Linked DNA regions of Danio rerio: region 2 is linked to region 1. The links are chromatin contacts, called in public Micro-C maps. All regions are on one chromosome and are shown on one strand. The core of a region is the stretch at or near the end of the contact, and the rest is flanking DNA. Distances in the headings are between cores, read along the strand shown.

Region 1 (6,801 bases), core at 1,336-3,835:
AATATTAAGGATATATATAGGATATAATAAGAATAGATATAGAATATAAATATAAAGGATTAAAATATTACAAAACATATTATTTTCTAGCCTACATAAATATGAAAAATCACTGCTTTTATGTCTTCATCTCGGGAGGCTTTTTCAGTTCATTCTTAACAATTTGCTTTTGTATAATGTTATTATTATTAGCAGTATTATTTATTATATCCTTATTTATATTAGTTTTATTAAAAACAAGCTTAGATTTGCCCATCTGCAAGTTTTAGACCATATGGGGCACAGCATGTGTTTTAGGATATAACTCAGGTTTTTGAGCACATTTTGTTATTATTATTCATTTATTCGTTTGCTGGAAATTAGAACTGAATTTAGAAATAGTTTTGAAACGAATATTTGCGCTTAACAAACAAAATTATTTACAAATAGGCTAATTGATGTCTGTGCGTAAAGGTTTCCCTATCCAAGAGCGAATGTGAAAGTAGTTCCATTATCTCTCATTCTCACGCAGTAGATGCTCTGTTTAACAGTTTTCTGTTAAAAAACTGTCAACTGTTTGCTTGTGAAGTGCTCATTTTTTTCCACTTAGACTTACTTTGCGTCCTGTAAATAGCGAATGCGCTCTTGGCGCGACGCAGCTGGCTCTTAAAGGGAATGGGAGATGAGACTCTAATTGGTTTATTCTTAAAACACACCTATAACTCATTAAGAAAATAAACTCAACCCTTTTAGACCATGCGCCATGGCACAAAGCAGGTTTTCCCGTCCTTAAATTAGCAAAAACGCATTCTGACATTCCCTGAAAGCGTTTGCGCCCTGCGTTTGGGCTCTGCGCATGGACCGTCAAAATAGAGCCCTAAGTATTTTTTTAACTGCAAGTTAATTATTTACATATTCATACTTATAAATAGTAGTACTAGTAATAGTATAGCAATATAAATACTAGTCGGATAAACAACATTTAATCAAAATAACCTAATGCATTGGGTTAAATTATAATCCCCAATGCATTGGGTTAAAATAACCCATAGTTGGGATGGTGCTATAATAACCTATAGCTGGGTTAAATGTTGTGGTATTTTTAACCCAACTATTATAACAGAGTATGTTTGTTTGATATTTGAGAACCACTGCAGCTCTCTTGGATATCTGCTTTCAGCTTTTCTCTGCCTCTCTCAGATCAGATGTGAACAACAGTCAGTCATTATTGTGGTGAGTGTTGGGTTAAATACCATGCTGAACCACAAGAGGGCAAGCTTGATCTCAGTGTTTTCATGTTTTCATCATGTAGGGTTATAGCAGGACCATCAAAGTCGCTCAAGAGCATCAAAGTCACCTTGAAGAGGACAAAACCTGACCTGAACTGCTCAAATTCACACGCAAATTACTAATATCTGATGCTGGATTTGCTTTTATATAGCTCAGACTCACAAACTGCTAGTTAGATTTACAGACGGTTGCTGTAATATAGCAAGTATAGCACATTCAATTAAATAAATAAATTAAGAAAGATTGAAACAGTATTTAGGCTTTTTTCCAAAATGTTTAAATAAATAAAATAAGTTTTTTTTTGTATTTAATAAATACAATGTTTTGTATTTTGTGAGTCCGTTTAAAGGCATATATAAAGAGATTAGCAAAATATTAGACCTGTTTAAATTATATCACCAGCAAAAAAATATTATTATTATTATTATTTTATATTATTATCATTTATTTATGAATTTTGGACAGCCTTGAAATATGTTGGTGTATTTTAAATAAATTATTAAATTATTTTTTAACTAATAAATAAAATACAGTGTATTATATCCATTTAAAGGTTTGAATTTAATTATGCAAAACAAAGATTTATTTATTTATTTAAACATGCATATGCAGATTAGAAAAAAACTTTGACCCGTTTAAATGTAAACACCAGTAAATTTATTTATTTATGTATGTATATATGTATGTATGTATGTATTTATTTATTTATTTATTACATTTTTTTAACAGTGTTGATTATTATCTGTGTGTATTTGGCATTATGAAGCACTTTTGGTCAACCACAGTTGTTTTTAATTAAAACAATGTAAAATATCAGTTTAAATGATGTAAATAAAATATAAATAAAACAAAAATATGTAAATTAAAAAAATTATAAAAAATTAAAAATCTAAAGACAATTTTTAGAAATAAATAAATAAAATAATAAATCTGACAATTAATGCTAATATTTAATATTCAATTAGTTAATAAGAAATCTTAGTAATTAAATCAATCAAACTAATAACTAATAGTAACATTAATAATAATGAGTAATAAAAATAATGTCTGTTTATCCATCCATATATCTGTCCATGCATCTATCCATCCATCCATCCATCCATCTATCTACAAATAAAGTGGTTTATTTTTTGTGGTTCACTCTAGTATTACTGTTGGCTTATTATTTGGGATGGTGTAGCATGTGCCATATTTGAAAGTGTGTAAGGTACATTATTGCTGATTATCTGGAAGTATGATGCTAATGTAGAGCAGCAGAAGCTCCTCTTTTAAAGAATGAAACGATGAAAGGCAGAGGAGATGTTGAAGAGTTCTGCGGCACATCAAACTCTTACATAAAGAACTGCTGATTGCTTTCAGATGGAGGCTTCATTCCTCCGGCTCTGTGTGTGTTTGTGTGTGTGTGTGCGCGTGTGTGTGTGTGTGTGTGTGTGTGTGTGTGTGTGTGTGTGTGTGAGTGTGTGCGTGTGTGTGTGTTTCTGCCCCCGCGAGCAATCCAGCTGTGGTGTGCGAGACTCAACAGCAGAAAACAACAACTCTGATGTAGCGTTTTATCATTAACTACAACTCAAACTGGAAAAAAATTAACATTACAAAGTCGTTGTTTTTTATTAGCTGCTGAGGCATTTGATTCTTATTCAAAATGGATTTATTAGTATTACAGATACTAAAAATGACTAAAAACTAAAATGACATGAAAATATAATAATAACAATAATAATAATAATAATAATAATAATAATAATATAAAAAAAAATCTCAAATTAAAATGCTTGAAATTGTGGAAAAAAATATTACATAAAATAAAAAAAATAAAAAAATAAGTAATATAATATAAGAATTAAAAAGAATAAACTTGCATTGCTAACTAAAACTATAAAAATACAAAATAAAATCATAATTTAAAAGAAATTTAAATAGATAGATAATTCAAATATAATATAATATAAAAGAATATAATATAATAAAAGAATATAAAAAATCTATATTAATTTGAAATGAAATTTTAAAAAAAATGGTTCGTAAATTAACTAAATAAAGAAATTAATATGGAGAAAAATTCAAAAACTAAAAACCTAGAAATTGAGAAAAACTTATTATATTCAAATATGTCAGATTATTATGATAAATATAATATAATATAAATATAAGCAATATAACATAAGTATATAAAAAACAATTTAATATAAAATATCTATCTATATATCTATAGATAGATAGACATTTAAAAATCCTAAAAATATGAACCAAAACAAAAACAAAAAACTCAAACATTATTAAAAAATAATATATACAAAAAACTAAAATATTTGATTGTTACCAAAGCTAAAACAAAAAATATATATATATGTATTAAATAAAATAAAACTATAAAACAGCAGAACGTTTCAATTATTTCAGCCAAACACACCTTAACTATAAGTTTATATTAAAACAGGTTAACTACACCTTTTAACATGAACTAATAATAAAAAACAATTAAAGAAATTGTTAATCTTTTTCAATATTAGCTTTGACACTAAAGCATTATTAAAATCACAAAAAATATCAGTTCGTATTGTTAAATGCAGTGCGATGAACAGTTGTTTTCTTAAGAAAGGCCTAGTCATAGCCCTAACCCTAACTAATTGAGCATTATTAATAATATTTAATGCATAAAATAATGTTCACTAAGGAGACTTTACTATAAAGCAGAGCTAAAAACACAATAATAAATGAATCCTGCAGTATTTCCTGATATGTTATAGACCAGCTCTGGTGTATCTGGAGCTTTGAGAGGGAAAGAAAGATACTCATATGAAAGAACCACATTTGTTTACAGTCAAATCTGAACTAATAATAAAACATGAGCATGGAAAGACATTGATATTTGGTTCTTCCTTATGAATATGAGGATGAAGACTGAATGGGTGATTTTAGATGATGGAGAAATGATGAATTCACTGTGAAGAAGCCATCAACATTCATATGATGTTAATCTACACCCAAAAACAAACATTTTGGGCCTAAAATTGAGATTTATTCATTTCAATTGTGTATGCAACGTCCCTCCATTTGGATTACACAATTTGTTGTAATTAGATAATAATTAATATGCTTAAAATAAATAACTAGGCTTATATAATCATAAGTAATTAAAAAAATTGTACAAGTGCATTCACAATAAACATATTTATGTTGGTTCTAAACAGCTTAAATGTGTACGGTTTGAAAAAATATATATTTATATTCTTTAATTATACAACAATATGCATCGTTGTAAACTTATAATTGTGAAGTTGTAAAAAAAAAAAAAAAAAGTTGATTATAACTTGACAACGATTAACCCCGATTACACATTACACATCCAAAGTAAATATACATTTTTTCTTTTTGCCCGTAAAAAAAGCAGGGCTTTATAACAAATTGAATGTAACACAAATGGAAGGAAACTGAAACCCATAAATCTCAAACATGAGCCTAAAAACATATATTGACAGTCGGACAGCGGTGTAAAACAGTAATTACCCGAGATCTCGTGTTGTCGAAGCTCGTTGTATTTGTAGGCCTGCTCCATGGGCCTGATGGAGTTGTGGTAGATCTTCCTCAGCCTCTGTAAAGCAGCTAAAAGATGGAAAACACACTATAAACACAGCAGAAGTTTCAGCTTAATAATACAAATTTTGTTATTATTTAAGATATATTCATTTACTTGATTTTCAAAACAAAACAAAAAAATATGAAATAAAATAAAACATCATAAAATAAAAACAAAACAAAAAAGCAGCTGAATGAGGGAAAACACAATAAACACAGCAGAATTTTAATATCAAAATTGTTCTAATTATATTTTGTGATTCATTTACACGCAAGATTATCAAAACAAAACAAAAGAAAAAATATAGAACAAACATCATGAAATAACAAAACTAAAAGAATGCAGCTGGAGGAAATCACACAATAAAACAGCAGAAGTTTGAGCTTAATAGAATTTTTGTAATCCTTGTGTAATTTATTTTCATTTACCTGGCAGGGATTTTCAAAACAAACCAAAACACAAAAACAAAACAAAAAATATAAAATAAAACATAAATGCAGCTGAAAGAGGTTAAACATATAATAAACAAAGAAGTTTCAGCTTAATAATAGATTTTTTGCTATTTTTTTTTCATTTTTATTCTTTTTTATTTACTTGCCAGGAGATTTTCAAAGCGAAACGAAAAACAAATCAAAACAAAACATAAAAAATAAATGAATAAAACATAAAACAAAAACAAAACAAAAAATATAAAACATAAAAAACATAAAGCAAAAATATAAAACATGGAACAACAAAAACAAAACCATAACAAAAAATAAAATAAAAAAAAAGTAAAACAAAACATAACAAAACAAAAAATAAAACAAAACATGACAAAACAAAACAAAAAATAAAACAAAACATAAAACAGAAACAAAAACAAAACAAAAAATAACAAAACAAAAAAATACAATAAAATATAACATAACAAAACAAAAACAAATAAATAAAATATAAAACATAAAACAAAACAAAATAATAACAAAACAAAACATAAAAAAGCAAAGCATAAAACAAAAAGCATAAAACAAAACAGAAACAAAACAAAAACATAACATAAATCATAAAACATATACAACATTAAAAACCAAACAAAAACATGGACCAAAACAAAAAATAAAATACATAAAAAACAAAACAAAAAATATAAAACATAACAAAACTTATAAAGCATAACAAAACAAAAACAAAACATGAAACAAAACAAAAACAAACAAAAAAATAAAACAAAACATAAAAACAAAACCAAAAATATAAAACATATAAAACATAACAAAACAAAAACAGAAAAACAGAAAACAAAACAAACAAAACTAAACATAACATTATAAAATAACAAATAATTGCAACTGAAGAAGGAAAATTAAACACAGCAGAAGTTTCAGCTCAATAATAGATATTTTGTAATTATTTTTGTAATTAATTTTCTTTAACTTGCCAGGGATTTTCAAAACAAAACAAAAATATATAAAACATAAAATCAGAACAAAAAAAGCGCAGCTGAAGGAAGAAAACACACAATAAACAGCAGAAGTTTGAGCTGGACACACACCAGGGGAAACACTGCAGATGGGCTTGTGGATAAAAAGCATTTGGGAAGGAAATGAGAGGAGACAGCAGCGTAAACAAACCTAGAAACACTCTGAGGTTAGCAATGGATCCGTTTGTTGGAAAAACAACTTTCTCCTGGTGGCTAAAGCGACTTCTAGCCTGAATAATAGATTGCTGCTGTCTTTTGTAGAAAGTTCGGTTCACTGGATGCAATGACTCAAAGTGTTTTCATGCTCCTCGCAAAGTTGTTGTTTTTAGGTTTAGGCAATAAGTAGTTTACTTTAGGTAGTTTTAGTTTTGGCATAGTGATTCTAAAATATTGTTGTATTGTTTCATTGTTGTATTTTTAAGTAGTTTTAGTTTTAGCATCAATACTCCCGTGGTTGTAAAATAAAATACAATGAAAAATATTAATTGAATTA
Region 2 (6,801 bases), core at 2,615-5,114, 180 kb after region 1:
AGTGTAAACGGGGCCTAAGACTTGTTTGCAGGAACAATGGGACAAAATTTACACCTGAAAAACTTTGTCACTTGGTGTCTTCAGTTCTTAAACGTCTTTTAATTGTTGTGAAAAGGAATGGCAACATTACGAAGTGATAAATGCTTTACTGTTCCGAACTTTTTGAAATTGGTTGCAAGAATCAATATCGGACTATGTGTTTATTAAAATAATTAAAAATAAAAATCATGAGGAGCACATCAAATAAAGTTTGTTGTATTGTCTGCAATTAAATGTAAGTCAAAGTAAGTTTAGAGTCGACGCGGTAGCCTAGTGGTTCTTCGTGCTGACATATAGCACCAGTGTGCTCGTGGCGACTCGGGTTCGATTCCCGTCTCGAGGTCCTTTGCCGATCCTTTCCCTCTCTCTGCTCCCAGTGCTTTCCTGTCTGAATTCTCTACTGTCCTATCAAAATAAAGGTGAAAAACCCCTAAAAAATAATTATTAAAAAAAAAAAAAACTTTAGAAATCCGTACTTTCATTTTTATTTGTTTTCCATGCTGCCCCAACTTTTTTTTTTTTTTTTTAATTGGGGTTGTAGAATAGCTATCCTGCCATAAAAAAAGATAAAGAGGCTTGAGTTATGTTTGCCTGTTCTCTGTTTGCATCCTGCAGGACTCAGCTCATATCCGCTATGTTGAAGGAGGAGCCACATCTCAAGCATTCCAGTTCTTTGTGCCCATCGGAGCAGGAGGAGGCCTTCACCTGCCCTCGTCCATGTTTATTCGGCAGCCTAAAGACACCAGAGCTTCTCCAGATCTTTCCGCAGATGAACAGCTGGCCTGTCGCTGGAGGAAGGTGAGATTGAGTAAGGGATAAAGTAAATCCATTGCAGAATGAAGCATGACATTCTTATCAGCAGCCCAATGCAAAGCACTGTTGTATAAGACTGAAGGGCTTTATTCTGCAAAAACAACCGTCGGAAAGTACTTTATCCAACATATTACAAGGTTACTCGCCATAAAATTTACAAAATTAACACAAAACATATTTCGAATCCAAAATAGTTTATTAAATCTTTAATCAAATGCAAAACTGACAAAAACCAAAACAGCTGATGGAGTATACATTAACTTGTGCATTATTCAGCCACAAAATGGCACAAAAACAATTCAAAACTGTCCAAAACCATGACAGACAGATACCTGTGAATGTGATTTGAATGCATTTACTGATGGTCAAGATGATTCAAATTGCCCGGATAAGCCTACATTATTTAGCAGTTGTTATCTCGGGATCTTTCATGACTGACCAATCTGAATCAAGTATTTCAGACAGTGGTGTAATAACCTGCAATAACTGTCTCGATGTACCTTATTCAACTCATTACATGGCTACTTGCTACAAAACATAAAAATCAGACACAAAACTTTGTTCTGAGCCTTAACAGTTTGTTAATTCTTTAATTAAATGCAAATGAAAACAGCTGATGGAGTATACACCAACTTTCAGTTGGTATTTCAGTTGATATTCAGTCACAAAATGGCAGTAAAAACAATCAACAACTGTCCAAAATGGTGGCGTGACAGGCAAACAGATACATGTGAATTTAAGTACTTGGATTAGAACGCATTTACGGACACTATTTCGGGATCTTTCATGACTGACCAATCAGAATCAAGTACACAATTGTTGTTCTGAGCCTTAATAGTTTGTTAATTCTGTAAGAAAATGCAAAGCTGACAAACTTGTACACTATTAAGTCACAAAATGGTGGTGAAAACAATTAGAAACTGTCCAAAACTGTGCAAGTACCTACATGGTTTTTAATATATTTACTGATGGTCAAGGTGATTCGAAGTTCCTGGATAAGCTTATGCTATTTAGCGGTTGTTATCTCGGGATAACATACCTTGTTATATCACAACTAACCAATCACAATCAAGTATTTCAGCGGAGTAATAACCTAAAATAACAACCGCCTGGATGTACTTAATTCAGCTTATTACTCTGGTATTGCCACCAAACATGAAAACTAGATACAAAACTAGTAACTCAGCAAGGATTTTTACATTTAAATTAGTCTAATAGACATCTAAACATAGACAGATTAGCTAAATCAAGGCTAAATTTGGGCTGTCAGTGATATATATGTATACTATATATGTACTATATGTATGAAGTCTGTTTATTCATTATTTCTTAAATGCCAACAAAAACAGATGAATGGAGCATACACTAACCTACGCATTATTCAGTCACAAGAGGGCTCCAAACATTCAAAAAAACATGTCAAACAAGCCAAAAATTATAAATGTAAACATATTCACTGATGCTCAAGATGATTCGAAGTACCCGGATGAGTCTGTATTATTAATTTCATTGGTTGTTATCTGGGAATAACATACCTACTAATCAAAATCAAGTATTCCAGACAGATATGTAATAAAGCAGTTTACCACACGTTTTCCTACAAGAGCTCATTGTGGATGTTGCTTTCACAGTGCCACCTACTTTTCGACTCCTTGCAAGACCTGGTGGATCATGTCAACGACTTCCATGTGAAGCCAGAGAAGGATTCTGGCTACTGTTGCCACTGGGAAGGGTGTGCACGCAAAGGACGGGGGTTTAATGCCAGGTGTGTTTATTGTAGCCTGTTCTGTCTGTCAATACAGATGCATGTTTACCCAAAACCCAGTAGGAATCACATTTCCTGATAACTTATAAAACAGTTTCTTAGTATATCACCAGAGTACATAAAAAATATAAATAAAGTATAATATTGGTATGTTTGAACGCAAAAAAAAAACACATAATATTCAATTGACCATACGCATGGAATGTTTTTAAGTCAGCTGAAAATTTCCATTTTCAATTTCATAAAGACATGTGGCACAATGTGTTTTGATGCAGATCTTAAATGCAGCAAGTTCGCTAGTAACATCATACATCTAATGTCTTGCTTATTAGGTACAAGATGCTGATTCACATCCGTACTCACACCAATGAGAAACCTCACCGCTGTCCCACCTGCAATAAGAGCTTCTCCCGACTGGAAAACCTCAAGATTCACAACCGCTCACACACAGGTCAGTGTCACTGCATGCTAGGTAAACATCTGGATGGAGGCAGCCTGACCTTACTGTCTCTGTACTTGTGTTTTAGGTGAGAAGCCCTACATCTGCCCTTACGAAGGCTGCAATAAACGCTACTCCAATTCCAGCGACCGGTTCAAACACACACGCACGCACTATGTGGACAAGCCCTACTACTGCAAGATGGTGGGATGCTTGAAACGCTACACGGACCCCAGCTCCCTGAGGAAGCATATCAAGGCTCATGGGCACTTTGTAGCCCAGGAGCAGGGAGGTGGGGTGGGCTCGTTGATAAAGCAGAGCCAGATTGCTGGGGTGGGGAAAGATTCGGAGCTGACTTATGTCAGCGGGGCTCACATCATCATTCCTAGTGCTGCCGCTGCTCTCCTTGGTGGTCACGCTCTGCAGGGTCTCGGAGGCTCCCTCCCGCTGTCCCCCCTCAGTCCCCGCCCCTTGGACTTGAGCACACTTGGCTGCCCAAACTCCCCTACTGCTGGGCTTGGAGGGACACCTATTCTGTCCTTCAGCAGTTCCCCTCTAGGCCTGACCAAGTCACCTTTGCTGTCTCCTTCCTTTTCATCTTCCACGCTTGGGTTACCCATGCTGCCCATCCTGGGCTCTGAGCGCAGGGACCATGGCAAGGGCAAGATCAGAGGAGAGGAGGGCGAGGATGAGATCCACGGTGGTGTACTCAACCTGTCTACGGGAGCATCCCACGACCCCCTGTCTTGGGTGGTCATCCCCTCTGGCCCAGTTGTGCTGAAGCCAGCTGTGGTCAACTGAGCACCACATTCCAGAGGAATGGCAGGGGAAGTGCGGGGGGAGAATAGGAGTCAGAGGTCAGAGGCAAGCCTGTGGGGGGTTTCACAAAGCATTTGCAGTTCTGCTTGGAAGTGACACCATGTTCTTCAGACACACACTACTACCTATTTCTTCTGGTAATAGCTATGGGTTTTAAAAAGAAAATAATTAGCTTAAACATCAGAAATAGGCTAAACGTTAGCTTCCATTACATTTTTATTCTTTCTGGCTTATGCTATTACCAGGGGTGCTTAATCCTGCTCCTAGAGGGTCACCTTTCTGCAGAAATTATTTCTAGGTTGCTACAATACAACTTCTTGGTTGTTCAGGTAATCATGAAGATCTTGATTCAAGTATTTTTAGTTAGGCTTGTGGCTAAACCAAGGTAGGCCACTGTCCTGTGTTACATTTAGTTCTAACTGCAACTAAGGACAACTAAACAAGCCAATTAACATCTTCAAGATTGGGAAAGTCATGTTAGTTCGATCAGGCATAGAACTAAACTCTGCAGGACCTTGATGTTCAGAGTTACCCATCCCCGGTCTTTGTTGAAAGGTGTCCCTCCAGAAGCAGAACTGGATGTCATAAGTACAGCTTACTTTTCTGTTTAAATTAGCACACTGCCACAATGTCAGACTTATGAATTTGTGCCCTTACATCAAGAGACCATTTCTGTGTATTTATGCGTAAGAGAAACTCTTTGCGTCAGTGTACAACACACTAAAGAGACAACCATATGCTATTATTCTTAAGCAATTGATCTTCAAGCCATTCCGTGCATTACAACAAAAGTGTAACAAGCTAGAGATCTTCGAGCCTTTAGGTCAGGTTAGGTTTGCAAGTGCAAGCTTAAGTTGTAGATTAGGCAAGAGAATCTTGTTTGCATGCTGACAATCAGCATTTGGTGTACCCGTCAGAACAGTCCTGCTCCTGAAATCCCACTTTCCTACAGTGTTTAGCACCTAGTCATCTGACTACCTTGTGGTGATCATGAATATCTTGAGTAGCAAGTTTAGATGTTTAATTAGGGCAAGAGCTAAACTCTTTGACTTAGCCCTTCAGGAGTACAATTAAACACCCCTGTTTCAGACCTTTCCCACCTAAGTCAGCAGGTACCCTTTGCATACCTTGCAAGTGAAACTCTTTAGCTTCAATGCTATTGGAACCTAAATGACAAACCTTGCATTTGCTGCTAGCTGTATAACTGCAATGTAAGCATACACATTTGAATAAAACTAGTTAAAGTATGAATGACAATCTGTCCTCAGAAGGGGAGGAAATAGAAACCTTGACTAGCTCTGTTTTGTTAAATAGATTTACAGACACAAAACTCAGACTGGCTGAGTTTTAAGTCACACAAGGGCACAAACCCACCTAGCGGTCATGCTAACATCCCATGGCACATGGCACTGTTGTAAATAGTGCCATCTTCTGGTCATCAGTTGTACTGTACATGACTAGCTGCACCAAGGGCAACATTTAACAGTATTGTCCTGCTTTGCAGCATACTAGCATTGCAGGATAAAACAAGAAACCTTTGGTTCTTGCAAAATAGCGAACTTTTAAATAACCATTATCTATCACCTATAATTTGGTATGACAATTTTGCTTTCATAGTTTATCCCACTGTGCTAAAAATCTTAAGGTATACCCAGAAACTGAATTAGGGACTTTTTCAAGCACTATTTAGTTGGCTGAAGGGTAATGCTTTAAGATCCACTGCATCAAAGTCTGTTGTTCTCAGCAATACTCCTGCTAACATGAAGTTGCTGCAACACTCCAAAACTTTCCACTAAAGCCATCATACATAGATCGACCTGTCACAATCAGGACCTCAGTCAGATTAAATCTCGTCTCCTGACCTCAGGCAAGTAACAGTCTCTGTCCTCTCAGGGGAACTCCTTCTGTAAGAGAGATGATATATGTAAAGCATCCTTCAGAGATTTTCATTATCCCACTAATAGTTCAGCATTTTTAACGGACAAGTGAATGTAACGTAAAACATTCCGACTGAAATATTCGCACTTGCCGAAAGCATGAACCCCACCGTCCCCTCCAAACCATTTTTACACTCAGAGTCTTATTGCATTTGTTTTATTATTTGTGAGAACTATACAATTGATGCTGTTTTGTTTTTACGTTTTTATTACTGACGAGACATTTCCTGATGTTGAAGTTGCTTTGTTTCTTCTATCGCTACTCTATGTTCAGCTTCCTCCAGCTAATCATTTGAAAGGAAAGCGGGAGAAATGACACAAGATTACTGCAGGAATGATTTGAGTTAGTAACCCTCACATTTAGTCCATAACCATACCACAACACTAGAGGTTTACATGCCGTATCCCAGGGGTGACCAACCCTGTTCCTGGAGATCTACTTTCTAACATTACTCGTGTTGTCAAAATACTACCAATCGGTACTGCATTTTTTAAGCCATCCATTTCCCGCTAACAGTGCAGGAAAAATTCCCATGCATTCCTAAACACCGCTGATTGCCCATTGTGTTCATGTCCTCAACAGAAATTACTCTGATTTGCTGTGAAAAGGGAAATGAACGTTTCTAAAGTTTCAATACTGATTGGTATCGAAATTCCAGTATGGTCACAACACTACTTCCAGCAGATTTTAGTTGCAACCCATATCAAACACAGCTGCCTGTAATTGTCAAGTGCTGTTCAGGGCCTAATTATTTGGTTCAGGTGTGTTTGGTCAGGGTTAGAGCTGAACTCTGCAGGAAGGTAGATCTCCAGGAACGGGGTTCAGCACCACTGCTGTAAACAGTTCAGTTACGATTATCATGATTGATTCAGTTCAATTTGATTTCGCCATGGCTGCAGCCGGCATGCCATTGTACGGCAATACAAATTTCTTGATTATTACGCTGTAATGAGAGAATAGTTTACCGAAAGTCTTTGATCTTTTTTGA

What was found. A called contact is a pair of places that touch in the nucleus more often than the background predicts.
Region 2: a contact with region 1 is called in a Micro-C map of caudal fin, with 8 times the contacts expected there. The contact joins two enhancer-like sites. A contact is called at or near these places in 3 of 18 Hi-C or Micro-C datasets (caudal fin, embryo and an unstated tissue) and 1 of 4 datasets of contacts at active chromatin or transcription factors (caudal fin).

The regions. Positions count from the first base shown.
Region 1 is chr3:10,314,051-10,320,851 of GRCz12tu, forward strand. It overlaps srl (sarcalumenin), which reads right to left. Exons shown (of 7, transcript NM_001077531.1): 3 at 4,777-4,872. Among named protein-coding and RNA genes, the nearest start is that of srl, 33 kb to the right of the region's middle. Within about 2 kb of position 2,586, at least 3 of the 62 cell types and tissues checked have an H3K27ac peak or open chromatin away from gene starts, as enhancers often do.
Region 2 is chr3:10,489,332-10,496,132 of GRCz12tu, forward strand. It overlaps glis2b (GLIS family zinc finger 2b), which reads left to right. Exons shown (of 6, transcript NM_001289885.1): 3 at 655-837; 4 at 2,484-2,617; 5 at 2,950-3,068; 6 at 3,145-3,857. The coding sequence ends at 3,857. Among named protein-coding and RNA genes, the nearest start is that of glis2b, 14 kb to the left of the region's middle. Within about 2 kb of position 3,865, at least 23 of the 62 cell types and tissues checked have an H3K27ac peak or open chromatin away from gene starts, as enhancers often do.